2 separate regions of the Oryctolagus cuniculus genome follow, and region 1 is linked to region 2. A link is a contact called in public Micro-C data. All regions are on one chromosome and are shown on one strand. The core of a region is the stretch at or near the end of the contact, and the rest is flanking DNA. Distances in the headings are between cores, read along the strand shown. Region 1 overlaps MACO1 (macoilin 1). Region 2 holds the start of SELENON (selenoprotein N).

Region 1 (6,155 bases), core at 3,004-5,503, 240 kb before region 2:
CGTCCTTCTCATCACTGGTGCAAAGAATGAGCGAGGAAGAAGTTCAGAGTGTGTTGAGGACCTGGGAGGTGGGGCGCTGGTTTAGGTAGGAGGACCGGGAAAGCTCTTCCAAGGAAGTGCAAAGAGAACCCGCACCAAGAGTTAGTGGTGCAGAGGGCAGGAGAGCACGGGAGGGGACGTGGGCAGGGGCTTGGTGCTGGACACCGCATCCCGCGTCGGAGTGCCTGGCTCGAGTTCCAGCAGTTTTGTTTAAGTTTTGTTGATTGTATATGAAAGAATTACTCAGAGAAAGAGAGAGAGAGATCTTCCATCTGCTGGTTCACTGCCCAATGGCCACAATAGCCAGGGCTGGGCCAGGCCAAAGCCAGGAACCCGGAACTCCATCCAGGTCTCCCACGTGGGTGGCAGGGGCCAAGGCACTTGGGCCATCTTCCATTGCTTTCCCAGGCGCATTACCAGGGAGCTGGATCAGAAGTAGAGCAGCCAGGACTCGAACTGGCACTCTGATGGGATGCTGACGTCACAGGTAGCAACTTAACCCACTGTGTCGTCTCTGCTTCTGATCCAGCTTCCTGCTAATGCTCGTCCTGGGAGACAGCAGATGATGGCTCAAGTGCGTGGGTCCCTGCTCTACCTACACGGGAGACCTTGGCTGAGTTCTGGGCTCCTGGCTTAGCCTGCTGTTGTAGGCATTTGGAAACTGAGCCAGCAGATAGAAGATATTTTTCGCTGTCTTTCTTTGTCTACCTTTCACATAAAATGAAAATAAATAAGCAAACTTTTTTTTTTAATTGCGGAAGGAAGTGACTGAAGCAGGCAGGAGCTGATAGGGTCAAGAAGCAAGCATAGTGAGGGGCTGTGCCCAAGCTGACCAGAGTAATGACGCCGAAGCCACCAGCAGAATCTAGCCTGGGCGGTTGGTCCGAGGCATGGGCAAGCAATCTAGGTCACGCCTGAATCCGGCCCCCACCCCACCCCCCCGGCAGCAGGCACAGAAACGCGTCTGTTTTCTGTAAGAAAACCTGGAGGCAGAAGTGTATTGTGACCAGTTCTGTGGCCTTGACTGTTCTGTGTCTCAGAGATGGTCCATCCTTCCAGAAAAAACGTCAGAAAATGTTAGAGCCATAGGTCAAAATCCACACCCCTCTGAAGTGGTCAGAGGTGACTGCCATGTGTAAAACGTGGCCCCTGGGCACTGACTCCTTCGGTCACACCCACGTGAGCAGAGTTGCTTCTTCCCTCTGAGCCAGGGATCACTGAACTGTGGCCCACAGGCCAGTCCTGGCCTCACACTCTCCCAGCGTTCCTGAGCCAAGACTGGCGGTTACCTTTCTCCGTAGCTGGGGGCTTGGGAGGCAAACGGGGGAGGCAGCGCGTGGCCCACCGGTGCCCAGCACATCTGCTGGGGCCCTTTGAGGAAAAGCTTGTCCGCCCTTAGGCTGCCGAGCCTGGAGGCGCGTCCGCTGTGCCCGAGCTGGCGGGGTCGGCCCACTGAGCCCGCCTCCTCACTGACGCTGGGTCTTTGATTTTCCAGGACAAATCCTTCAGAAAGACCAGGAAATCAAGGACCTGAAGCAGAAGATAGCGGAGGTCATGGCCGTCATGCCCAGCATCACGTACAGCGCCGCCACCAGCCCCCTGAGCCCCGTGTCCCCCCACTACTCTTCCAAATTTGTGGAGACCAGCCCCTCTGGACTGGACCCCAACGCCTCTGTTTACCAGCCCCTGAAGAAATGAAGACCAGCCGTGTGTTTTGCCCCATTTGGTTACCAGAAGGCATCACAAGGGAGTGTATCTGGCAGTCAAGATAAAAAAAAAAAAAAAGTTTCTATTGTATTTTGTGGGACTCTGTATGTTGTCATTTTTCAAACCGGGGGGGAGTTAACACCAGGTCCGATCAGAACTGCCCATCAGTTTTTCTTGTAAATTTTTAGAAGACCTCACAGAACTTTGCAGTTTATTTTTTTCGGCCAACACATTAAAACCATTCTTGGATTTCAAGTAGCCAATTTTGCCTTTTATGTATTCTTACATAGTTCCCTCTTGAAGGAAAAAAAAAAGCAGAGTTTTTGCTTTTCCACCCTTTGTTTTGTTCTTAAAAAAAGAAAAAAAGCAAAAACTGCACATTGGATTCACACGGGTTGATAATGGAAAGTTAGTTTTTAGAGTAGAAGTGAAGTAAGCCGACAGCCTTGATTCCCCAGCCACATTAAAGAAGATTCCTGATGTTACAGGAAACAAATCGGTTGCCCCTCCAGCCCCTCAGATTCCAGGCGCGTGACGTAAGCGGGGGCCGGGGCTTTGCCCTGGCGTGTGTGCACGGTTGCGTGGGAAGTCCTGGTACCCCTGGTGTGTTCAGGCCGAGGAGATGGCCGGCAGCAGCCTTCCTCAGTGCCTTGGGAAAGGCGTCCAGAGCAAACGCGTCGTCCTCACCCCCCCCCCCATGCCATCCCTGTCTTCTCCGTCACACTCACGTGGGTCCTGCCGTAATGCTGGTGGGCAGCTGGGCTCGGCATGGCCGCGGCCGCTGCATCTTGCGTTCCTCTCCCCGGAAGGCGCCGTGTGCTGTGTGCTCGTCCCTGGTAAAGCAGCCGGCCCGGGAGCCGGGCGGTGTGCGTGCGTGCATGCGTGCGAGACTCTGACGGCGGCTAATAAAAGCTAAGGTCTAGGGGTTTTTTCCCCTTCCATTTCATTTAACTGTTTTCTCCACTTCTCATCATCTTGTGTTTGACCATTTAAAAGAAGCTTGACTATTCCCCAGCTCTTGTGCCAAGGAGGGCTTTTTCTTTTTTAAGACTTTTAAATTCAAAACTGCACAAAGTACAAGTTTCACGCGTGTATTATACGTGGATAGAAAAGAGTTTGCAAGGCAACTTTTGGAAGTGTTTAAGAAACAGGAAGGAGGGGGAGGGATTGGGAGAGTGGGACAAGTAAATTATATTTGGAAACTAGGAAAAATTAAGAAACCAAATAGGCTGGTCTTGCTTGCTTGCCATGGGTTCTGGAAGGACATGGTCCCTCTAGTTAATTGGCATGTATGTCTTATTTAAAGCAATCTAAGTAGGACAAGCAAGTCAGTAAAATAGAAGCATTAAAAAGAACCATCCTTCAATCACAGATCTTATTTTGGGATTAAGAAAAAAAAAGCTTCTAGCTTTAGCCAGGTGTGCATGTTGCTGCCATTTGCATTTTTGGAATCCTCTTGTGTAACTGTTGCCACGAAAGTGTTACTTAGAATTGTCATAGCTCTCTCCATCTCTGTGCAACAACGTGGAGAATCGTGTTGAGGGAGCCCCCATTTTGCTGCCTTTTGGGACACTTTTCGTTAATACTTGGTCTTGGCTGCATTCTTTTTTTCCTTGTGGGGTTCAAAAGAATAAACATTTTCTTATGGCTAAAACTAGTTTTTTTTTTGTTTTTTTTTGTTTTTTTTTTTGGTTTTGGTTTTGGTTTTTGCCTTTTTAACTGTTCAGGAGGGCACAGCAAGGTAGACTGAGCAGGGCTTCGCGCTCACTGTCTTGGTCCCTCCTTCTCTCCGCCCATCTGCCATCAGTGTCAGCGGGCCGGGAGCAGGCACCGACCCAGAGGAGCCCCGCCAAGGGCCAGGGTGCATGTGAATTTGATTGCTGTTCTCCAACATGTAAACACTCGCATTTGTCCTCTCTCTCTCTGTCCCTGCCCCTCCTTCTCTCTCCCTCTGCCCCTCTCTCCCCATCTCTCTCCACCTCTGCCCCTCTCTCTCCCCATCTCTCCCTCTCTTTCCCCTCTCTCTCTCCCCCTCTGCCCCTCTCTCCTCATTCCCTCCTCTCTCTCTCCCTCCCACCCTCCCCGCTCTGGCATTTGATTCCAGCCAAGGCCAACTTGTTTTCCAGTACCACCCTCCTTTCCTAAAAAAGCAAGTTAGGGTCAGGGGTGGGGAGTGTCAATGAGCAAATCTTGCAAGCAAGTTTCCTTCACCCATGCCTGTGCTCCGAATTTCTGGAATCTTGTTTGGCTGCAGAGTGACCGGTACCCTGCTGGGCCTGCTACCTGCTCAGATCCGGAGCTGCGCTCCAAGGCCACCGCTTGTGTCATCCTGGTCCGCGGAGGCTCTGTGCTCGCCTCCGAGGAGCCAGCGGCCGTTTTTGGCCATTGTTGCAACTGATCTTGGCTGGAGTTTTGGAAAACTCTGCTGCTGGCACCTCACCCTGCGTCCTGACCCCTGGGTAGTCTTCCAGAGGCTGGGCTATTAAGCCACTTGCAGACACAGCACACTCAGTACCGTGAAGGGAATCCCCCAGGGGAAACACCGAGGCCAGCCGGGGTGCCGCTCTCCCTGCAGGGCTGTCTGCCTACGGCTCTCTCCTTTCCACCCAGGAAGTCTCTCTCCTTTCCACCCAGGAAGTCTCCAGTTGTCTTTGTTATTTTATGCGCATCCCACAGTGGCTCCACGTCTCAGTGCATTGTAATTGACCGCATGCCAGGAAGCATCGGTTGGCCTGCTGGATGGTTACGGCTCACAGGAAGGGCGGGCCGAGTGTTCTGACATCTCTGTTGACATCTGCCAAGTGTGCATAAGGAAGTGTCCCTGGAATCATCTTCGCCAAGAGATCCCATAAAGCGGGAGTGAACGCTTTCCTGTGACTCCCCCAGCCGGCAGGGAGGGAGCGGGCCTGCTCCTATGCCATGTCCCAGCCCCACCCAACCGTTCCCCAACCGTGCCATCCATACTGCACGGAGACCCCTAGAGAGGGACAGCAGAAACCTGCCTCGGAGCAGGTCAGTGAAGTCGGACCCCAGAAACTGTTGGCAGCAGGGCCTGGAAGGGGAGGCCCCCCGCCAGACCTGTGAGTGCCGGGTTCCCGCAGCCCAGCTGCACTGGCCGCCTCTGCTCGGCTTCCTGCGGGGCCCTGGAGCACAGCAGGGCCCTCAGACAGGGATGGGAGGCAGCTCCCGGTTTCGCCACCCTTAGCTCGGGGCCTCCCCTCACCTCGGGGGCCAGGGCATTTCCTCCCCGGTTTTCAGGAAGGTCCCTTGCAGCCCGCCTGAAAGAGACAGGAAGCAAAAGAGCAGGTTGGAAACTCCCCGGGGCCTCCCAGGCGGGAGTTAGAACTCCTGGTGAAGGCGGGGCCCTGGCTCCGGGCTCCGCCCCTGGGCCGCTTGCCCTGCACTGCCCCACTGTGTGGGCCCCGCCCCCACCTGACTGCGTTTTAACAAGACCTCCTGGTGATGGGGTCGCAGGTTGTTCTAGAAGTCCCGTCCTGAGCTGACTTTCTTAACCTCGTGCAGAAAGAACGCCGAGGGGCTGGTGCTGTGGCGCAGCGGGTGAAAGCCCTGGCCTGCAGTGCCGCCATCCCACATGGGCGCCAGTTTGAGTCCTGTCCCGGTTGCTCCTCTTTTGACCCAGCTCTCTGCTATGGCCTGGGAAAGCAGCAGAATTGGGTCCCACGTGGGAGACCTGGAAGAAGCTCGTGGCTCCTGGCTTCAGATCAGCACAGCTCCGGCCATTGCAGCCATCTGGGGAGTGATCCAGCGGGTGGAAGACCTCTCTCTCTGTCTCTACCTCCCTCTGTAACTCTCTTTCAAATAAATAAAATAAAATCTTAAAAAAAAAAAAAAAAAAAACAGACTTTGGAAGAAAGAGCTTGCGAGGGCCGCCACGCGGGAGGCGGAGAACTCTGCATCTCGTCCCTTTCCCTTGGGACACCTTAGAGCGTCAGCTTTAGGGGGACAGAAACGGCCGTCAGGATGTCTGCTCCTGACCCTGGAACCCAGACGACGACCAGGCTCCGCAAATGCTCGCCAAGGGAAGGAAGCTTCCTGAGCAGCGAGGCTGAGGCGTGTCAAAGTCAAAGTCAAATCGCGGGTCTGCGACCGCGAGGGCTGCAGGAATGACACGTGGAAACAGCCCAGGCAGCGTGTTCACTGTGGCGTCTTCCACCTGCTCATCTCTGGCTTCTACTGAGAGCGTGTTTTGTTTGTTCTTTTTTTTTTAAAAGATTTTAGTTATTTATTTGAGAGGTAGAGTGAGAGAGAGACCTCGCTGCAGGGAGCCTGCAGCCCACACAGCCCTAGACCCAGCGCCCAGCAATGCAAGTCAGCGGTCAGCCAGCAGATCGTATAAGACGTCCACCAGGAGGGCTCTGGGGGTGGGTGCCACGCTGCCTCTCTCCCTC
Region 2 (6,046 bases), core at 1,410-3,909:
GAGCCGCCCCCTCTTCCCGCGGGAGGGTGGAGCAGCCCAGAGTGTTTACGCCTGCACCCTCGCAGCTGTGAAGCCAGGCGGAAGCTAGAGTTCAGCGCCTCCAGGCGGAAGCAGGGCCCAGGGAGAGGAGAGGACAGCGTGTGGAGCGCCTGGATGTCACCCAGACCGCACTCCCCTCCCAGCCACCGCGTCTGCAGGGCGACGCCCAGGCTCTCCACGAGCTGGCTCCCCGCCTCCTCCTCTCCCTTCACGCACCCTGGGCTCCCCTGCTTGCGGCCACTGGACTGTGTCCTGGCAACGCCACGGGCGCCACCAAGCTTCCTGCCACTGGGCCTCATCTCTGCTGTGCCCACACACAGTGGGCTCCTCCCTGCAGGCTGTGGCTCAACAGCGGCTGGACCTCTGCCCTGTGTCGTGTCTTCTGAGGCTGGGGAGGAGACCAGCGGCCACTGACTTCCCCGGGGAGGGGAGGGGAGACCCCGCTGCGTCCTCCGACCAATCCCCGATCCCAGAACAGACCAGCTGGCCCTTCGTGAACATCTGATGTCCCTGCTAAGCCATGAGATCCTCGAGGACTCGGCCCTGCGTCACTGACCTCATGGTTTCCATTTGCTGCTAGTTTTCAGCTGCCACGCTCGCCCGCCCTGGGGCCAGAAAGGAGCTGCGGGGACACCACCCAAGGCTACCTCTTGCCACAGCAGCCTCATGGGCGTGGTCCCCCGAGGCCCTGTCCTGCCTAGGGTCTGGGTTGGGAGCCAAGCCCTCTTGGGAAAGGTGCCACCAGGCCCTGCAGAGCTGACATCCCCCAGAGCCAGCCCCAAGGGCCAGCCTCTTCCCGGAAACGCACTGACCTGAGCTCACAGCTGCACCGCACCCATGCCCTCCTGCCCTCCTGAGCCCCGCAACAGGGACCAGCGGGGTGTTTGTCTTTTTTTTTTTTTTTTTAAGGCAGAATGACAGAGATCTTCCATTCACTGCTTCACTCCCCAAATGGCCACAATGGCCAGCGCTGGGCCAGGCTGAAGCCAGGAGCCATAAACTCTATCCAGGTCTCCCACATGGGTGGCAGGGGCCTAAGTCCTTTGGCCATCATCTGCTGCTTTCCCAGGTGCATTAGCAGGGAGCTGGTCAGAAGTGAAGCAGCCAGGACTTGAACCGGCACTCACAGGGGACGCTAAAGACAAAAAGCTGGAGTAATAAATGAGTCACCTGGCCAGGCCAGGGGACCACCCCTCCCTTATTTCCCAGGGGCCCGGGTTCATCCATCTTGTCTCCCAACCTGCTTTCTGCTCTGTTAGTTCTGCTTCCTGATAGAACGGAGTTTGGTTTTCTAACAGCATCTGTCGTATGCAGGGTGTCCCCAAACATTAGCAATAATGAGTTGGAAGTGGCACTGCTGGGAGGTGGGAAGCCAGCGCCAGATGTCAGCTCTTCTGTGGGTGCCCCTGAGACACGGGGCCAGAGCACAGGGCAGGGGCTGGGCTGAGCAAGCCACTCATCCCACTGACACTGTGGAGGGGCCACACAGCCCTGCGAGCACGTGCTGTTGGCATGACCGGACGCCAAGGCCAGCCAGTGGTGGAGCAGACCCCGCCTCTGCCACCGGCTGGGCCATCCCCTGAGGCCCCGGGAGGCCGGATGGCAAGAGATGTGGACTGAGATCTGGGTGCCAGAGCTCAGACGGCTTCACCTGAACACGGGTGGACAATCCTGAGTGGCAGGTGCACAGGCACTGGGGTCCACATGTCCTCGCAGCACGGGTGCTGCTGGCTGCCCGGGGCCCAGAGTCCTCCTGTGGGGGGCAAAGCAGCTGGGCCTCTGCCCGGAAGTACAGATGGAGCCCTCCAGGGGCCCCGAGGGGCTGCTGGGGACCCTGCCCACACGGAAACCTATCCCCAGACTCCACCAGCCCCCCTCCCTGAGGCTCCCCCCAAGCAGGCCCTCCCCAGGGTGCCCCAGCTCCAGCAGGGACAGCATCCCTGGGCCTAGGGAGGGGGATGTGGCCTGCTGGGTACCCGCAGCCCCTGCCTACCACAACCCCCTGAAACAGGCCACCACCCCTGCGCCAGGGCCGGGACGGGCTGGGACCACAGAGACCCCGCTGCGCCTTTTCCTTCTGTTGCTGTTGACGATGCCTGAAGACGTCTGGGAAAACAGGAGGGGTAGAAGGGAGGTGGGGCGGGTGGGATCCCTGGCAGGGGGACCGGTTGTGCCCGCCTCCGGCCTCCCCCGCACCTGCCCACTGCGGGGACCCTGAAGCCCTTTCCCCCAACCCCGGGACCCGCGGACGCACGGATTCCCACCCCCACCCCGCGGCCCGGCCCCCTTCTGCGTCCCTGCCCCTGTCTGGAGTGGCTCTCTGGACTCGGCCGGGCGGGACGGGAGCGGAGGCCTGGTGCAGGCCTGATCCACTGCAGCCGGGGAAGGAGGCCCGCGTGGCCAGGAGGCCCGCATTCCCTTCCAGACTGCACCGACGCCTTGGCCACCGCGGGCGGCCGCCGTGCGCGGGCCGGAAGCGCCAGGCTCTGGGCGAGCGCGGAGCCCGCAGCTGCAGACGGACCCCGGCCCGGCCCCTGCCGCGGCCCCGCCCCCTGCCCCGGCCCCGGCCCGGGCCCCGCCCGCAACGGCCCGCGAGTCGCGCCGGGGCCGCCCGGGAACCGCAGCCGCGCCGCCGCCATGGGCCGGGCCCGGCCGGCCGAGCGCCCGCCGCCCAGCCTGGAGCCGGACGCGCCGCCGCCCGCGCCTCCGAGCCGCCGCGCCCGCGCCCTGGCGCTGCTCGGGGCCCTGCTCGCCGCCGCTGCCGCCGCCGCCGCCGCCCGGGCCTGCGCCCGCCACGCAGAGACCCAAGCAGCCGCGCGGCAGGTGGGCTGGGCCGGGCCGGGCCGCGTGGGGTCTTGGTGGGCAGGGGTCGGGTGGGCGCAGAGGGTGTGTGTCGGGGCGGGGGTGGCTGGGCCGGCCGAGCCGAGCATCTGCCCGGGTGAGGTCGGGGCTGCCTTGGACAGTGACCGCAGACAAAGGCGCGGTGGGAGGCTGGGGTCGCAAGACAGGAGACAGCGGTGGTGCAAGAGCCGGGTGAAGTGGGCAGGCCCTGAGGGCAGGGTGGGACAGACTGCGAGGGGCATCAGATGAGGAAGCCGGGACCAGAGGGACCGGAAGGGGCTGGGGGCCCCAGGGCGGTGCAGAGGTTTGCAGGGAGACACTGGGAGGTCCTGGGGGATATGGGACCATGGTGGCTGAGTGGCTTCATCAGGGGACACAGGGAGCATCCAAGTGGTGCTCAGCCCAGCCCTTCCTCCCGAGCAGGAATCCGCGCGGAAGGCCCTGGGCACCGAAGGCTTCTTTCTCTTCTCCTCCTTGGACACGGACCAGGATCTGTCCATCAGCCCCGAGGAGTTCAGGCCCATTGCTGAGAAGCTCACGGGTAAGGAGAGGCTGGGCCTGTGCAGGACGTGTCCCGGCTTCTCTGCCCGCACTGAGCTGCAGCCTGGAGAGGAGGGACGATCCCTCAGGGGTCCAAGCGGCCCCGACCCCTCTGGCTGGTGGCTTGGGGGAGCTGCCTCCTTCCCTGCGGCCGTGAGTAGTGATGTAGTTAACATGCCTTACCCAGCTCCAGGTGCCTCACAACGCCTTCAGGGGACGTCTCTCCAGAAACCTTGGCACAGCCCTGTGTGCAAGTCCTGTGTCCTGTGTCCACAATCCTGAGTCCATCATCTGGGACGCTAAGCCACAAGCCAGGAGGGTGGAGAGCCGGGGATAGGGCCGTAGTCTGGTTCCAGGGTCCTGCGCTGGCTCCCAGATCTGAGAACTGGAGAGCACGCAGGCCAGGGGCCAGTACGCGTACTCAGGACACAAGAGCTGGTACCTGTCGCCAGCTGCTGTCACCATGTCACCCATCCCATTCCTGCCATCCATTTGTACCTCGTGATTTGGGGAGGGGGACTCGATGAGGGGCTGGAGCACTGTAATGAATTATAACTTGCCCCTCTGCCACCCGCACCCCCCACCACCGCACCGTCTGCACCCACGTCCTCTCGCATTCCTGTGACACTTCTCAGTCTTGTGGCTTTGCTACCCAGGTTGCTGGTATGGACCGGTCAGTAGGTGGCGAAAGGCACGGGGCAGGCAGCTGCGCCGGGGGCCTGAGCACCAAAGCGCTGCCCTGGGTTGGTCGGTCCGGACACAGGTTGGGTAGGCTGGCCACTTGCTGGCCTGCGACGCGTGGCCTCTGGCAGCGGGGGCAGGTCAGAGAGCAAATGCTAATTGGCCACAAGGCTGTGTATCAGTGTCTCCGTGAGGCAGGAGGCAGCAGCTCTGTCCCGAAAGCAGATGGGCTGGCAGACAGGTCAGCCCTCGTGGCCTTGCTTTTCGCTCGCATTCTGCATACATTTCTCCGAGCGTCTGCACAGCCACCTGTGCGCCCTTTGTTTACGGCCAGAGAGCGGGAGTTCCTTTTAGCCAAGCCGCTGGGCCTGCGGGCCCTTTCATTTAAAGATTTATTTAATGTATTGGAAGGGCAGAGTGACAGAGAGAGATCTTCCATCCGCTGGTTCACTTCCCAAAGGCTACAACGGCTGGGGCTGGGCCAGAGAAAGCCAGAGCCAAGAACTCCATCCGGGTCTCCCACGAGGATGGCGAGGGCCCAAGGACGTGGGCCATCTTCTGCTGTTTTCCTAGGCACGTTAGCCAGGAGCTGGATTGGAAGCAGAGCAGCCGGGACTCGGGCAGGTGCTCACTTGGGATACCAGCATCGCAGGCAGTGGCTTTACCCACTGCGCCACAGCGCTGGCCCCACTAATTTAAATGTCTTTCTCCACCAGGGGGAGAGGATAGCTCCGGGCTGTGGGCCAAGTTTTAGGAAAGCAGAGGCAAAACAAATCAATCCTAGCGGGAAACAGAGGCCAGGCAGTGGGATTGTGGGCGCGGTTCCTTTCCTGCCTTTTACAGTTTTACAAATTGTCCATAACGAGCAACGTTACAGGTAAGTCAGGAAGTGCAACTTCCTGTTTAAAAACCAAAGGGCTTTACAACGCCGAGAGGTGTGACTATTGATCTGAGCTAGCAGTCAGGCCAGCAAGGCTCACTAACAGCCCCGTGTGTTCCATCACGCCCGGTCACTCCCGGGCTTGGAGGCTCCGGGCGGCTCTGCTCTGGAAAGTGCCTGCCTGGACCGGCCAGGCAGAAATCAGAGGGCTCCTTGGGAACCGGGGCTTGCAGCAGGAGCCCCCGGGGGGTTCGCAGTCAAAGGCAGAGGCCTGATCGTGGCCCCGTCCTCTCTGACTCAGTAGCCTATGGGGTGGGTTCTGAGCATCTGTAGTTGTTTTTCTTTTTTTAACTTGCATGTTTTTTCAAAGATTTATTTTTATTTACTCATAAGGCAGAGTTAGAGAGAGAGAGAGAGCGTGCTCCCCTCTACACTCCCCAAATGACTTCAGTGACAAGGCTGAGCCAGGCCAGAAGCTGGGCACTCAGTCCAGGTCTTGCATGTGGGTGGCAGGGACCCAACTCCTTGAGGCACCGCCTGCTGCCTCCCAGGGTGCACATTAGCAGGAAGCTGGAATGGGGGTCAGGATCGGGACTGGAACCCAGGCTCTGTGATGTGGGATGTGATATGCGGGCTTCCCAGTGGCCTCTTAACTACACTGCACCAATGCCCGCCCACATCTGTAGTTGAAAGAGGCATCCTGGTGGTTCCAAGGGCCCCTGGCTGGGGACCGCCCCCGGGCTTGCATTCCGCTTGCCAGCGCCAGGCCTCCTCGCCCTATCACAGGCCTGCCCTGGGAGAGCAGATGCCGCAGACCCCGCCCCGCTTCGTTCCGCACCTGCTTTGCTCCACCTGTCGCTCGCCCCTCTAGCAGCCGGCTTCCTTCCTCCCTAAGGCTTCCTGGTGACTCCTGCACACTTGCCGGTCAGTGCACCTGGCAGGTCTGCAAGCAGGAGACTCGAGGGCTGCGGTGCAGTGGCTGCCAGTCCAGCCCCTCCTTCCACAGAGGGGGACCCGGCCACCCAGAAAGGCAGGGCTCCCCCGGGGACACGGAGCAGGGCCTGT

What was found. Hi-C and Micro-C count contacts between places; a contact is called where the count stands out from the background.
Region 1: a Micro-C map of ear pinna shows a contact between it and region 2, with 3 times the contacts expected there. The contact joins the enhancer-like site here to the promoter of SELENON in region 2. A contact is called at or near these places in 3 of 6 Hi-C or Micro-C datasets (ear pinna, skin fibroblasts and an unstated tissue).

Annotation. Positions count from the first base shown.
Region 1 is chr7:145,853,814-145,859,968 of mOryCun1.1, reverse strand. It overlaps MACO1 (macoilin 1), which reads left to right. Exons shown (of 9, transcript XM_070079065.1): 9 at 1,535-2,004. The coding sequence ends at 1,737. Among named protein-coding and RNA genes, the nearest start is that of LDLRAP1, 33 kb to the right of the region's middle. Within about 2 kb of position 4,253, at least 5 of the 8 cell types and tissues checked have an H3K27ac peak or open chromatin away from gene starts, as enhancers often do. A contact at or near this core is called in ear pinna, where this site is marked.
Region 2 is chr7:145,608,420-145,614,465 of mOryCun1.1, reverse strand. It overlaps SELENON (selenoprotein N), which reads left to right and starts at 2,659. Exons shown (of 12, transcript XM_070079057.1): 1 at 2,659-2,862; 2 at 3,304-3,421. The coding sequence starts at 2,677.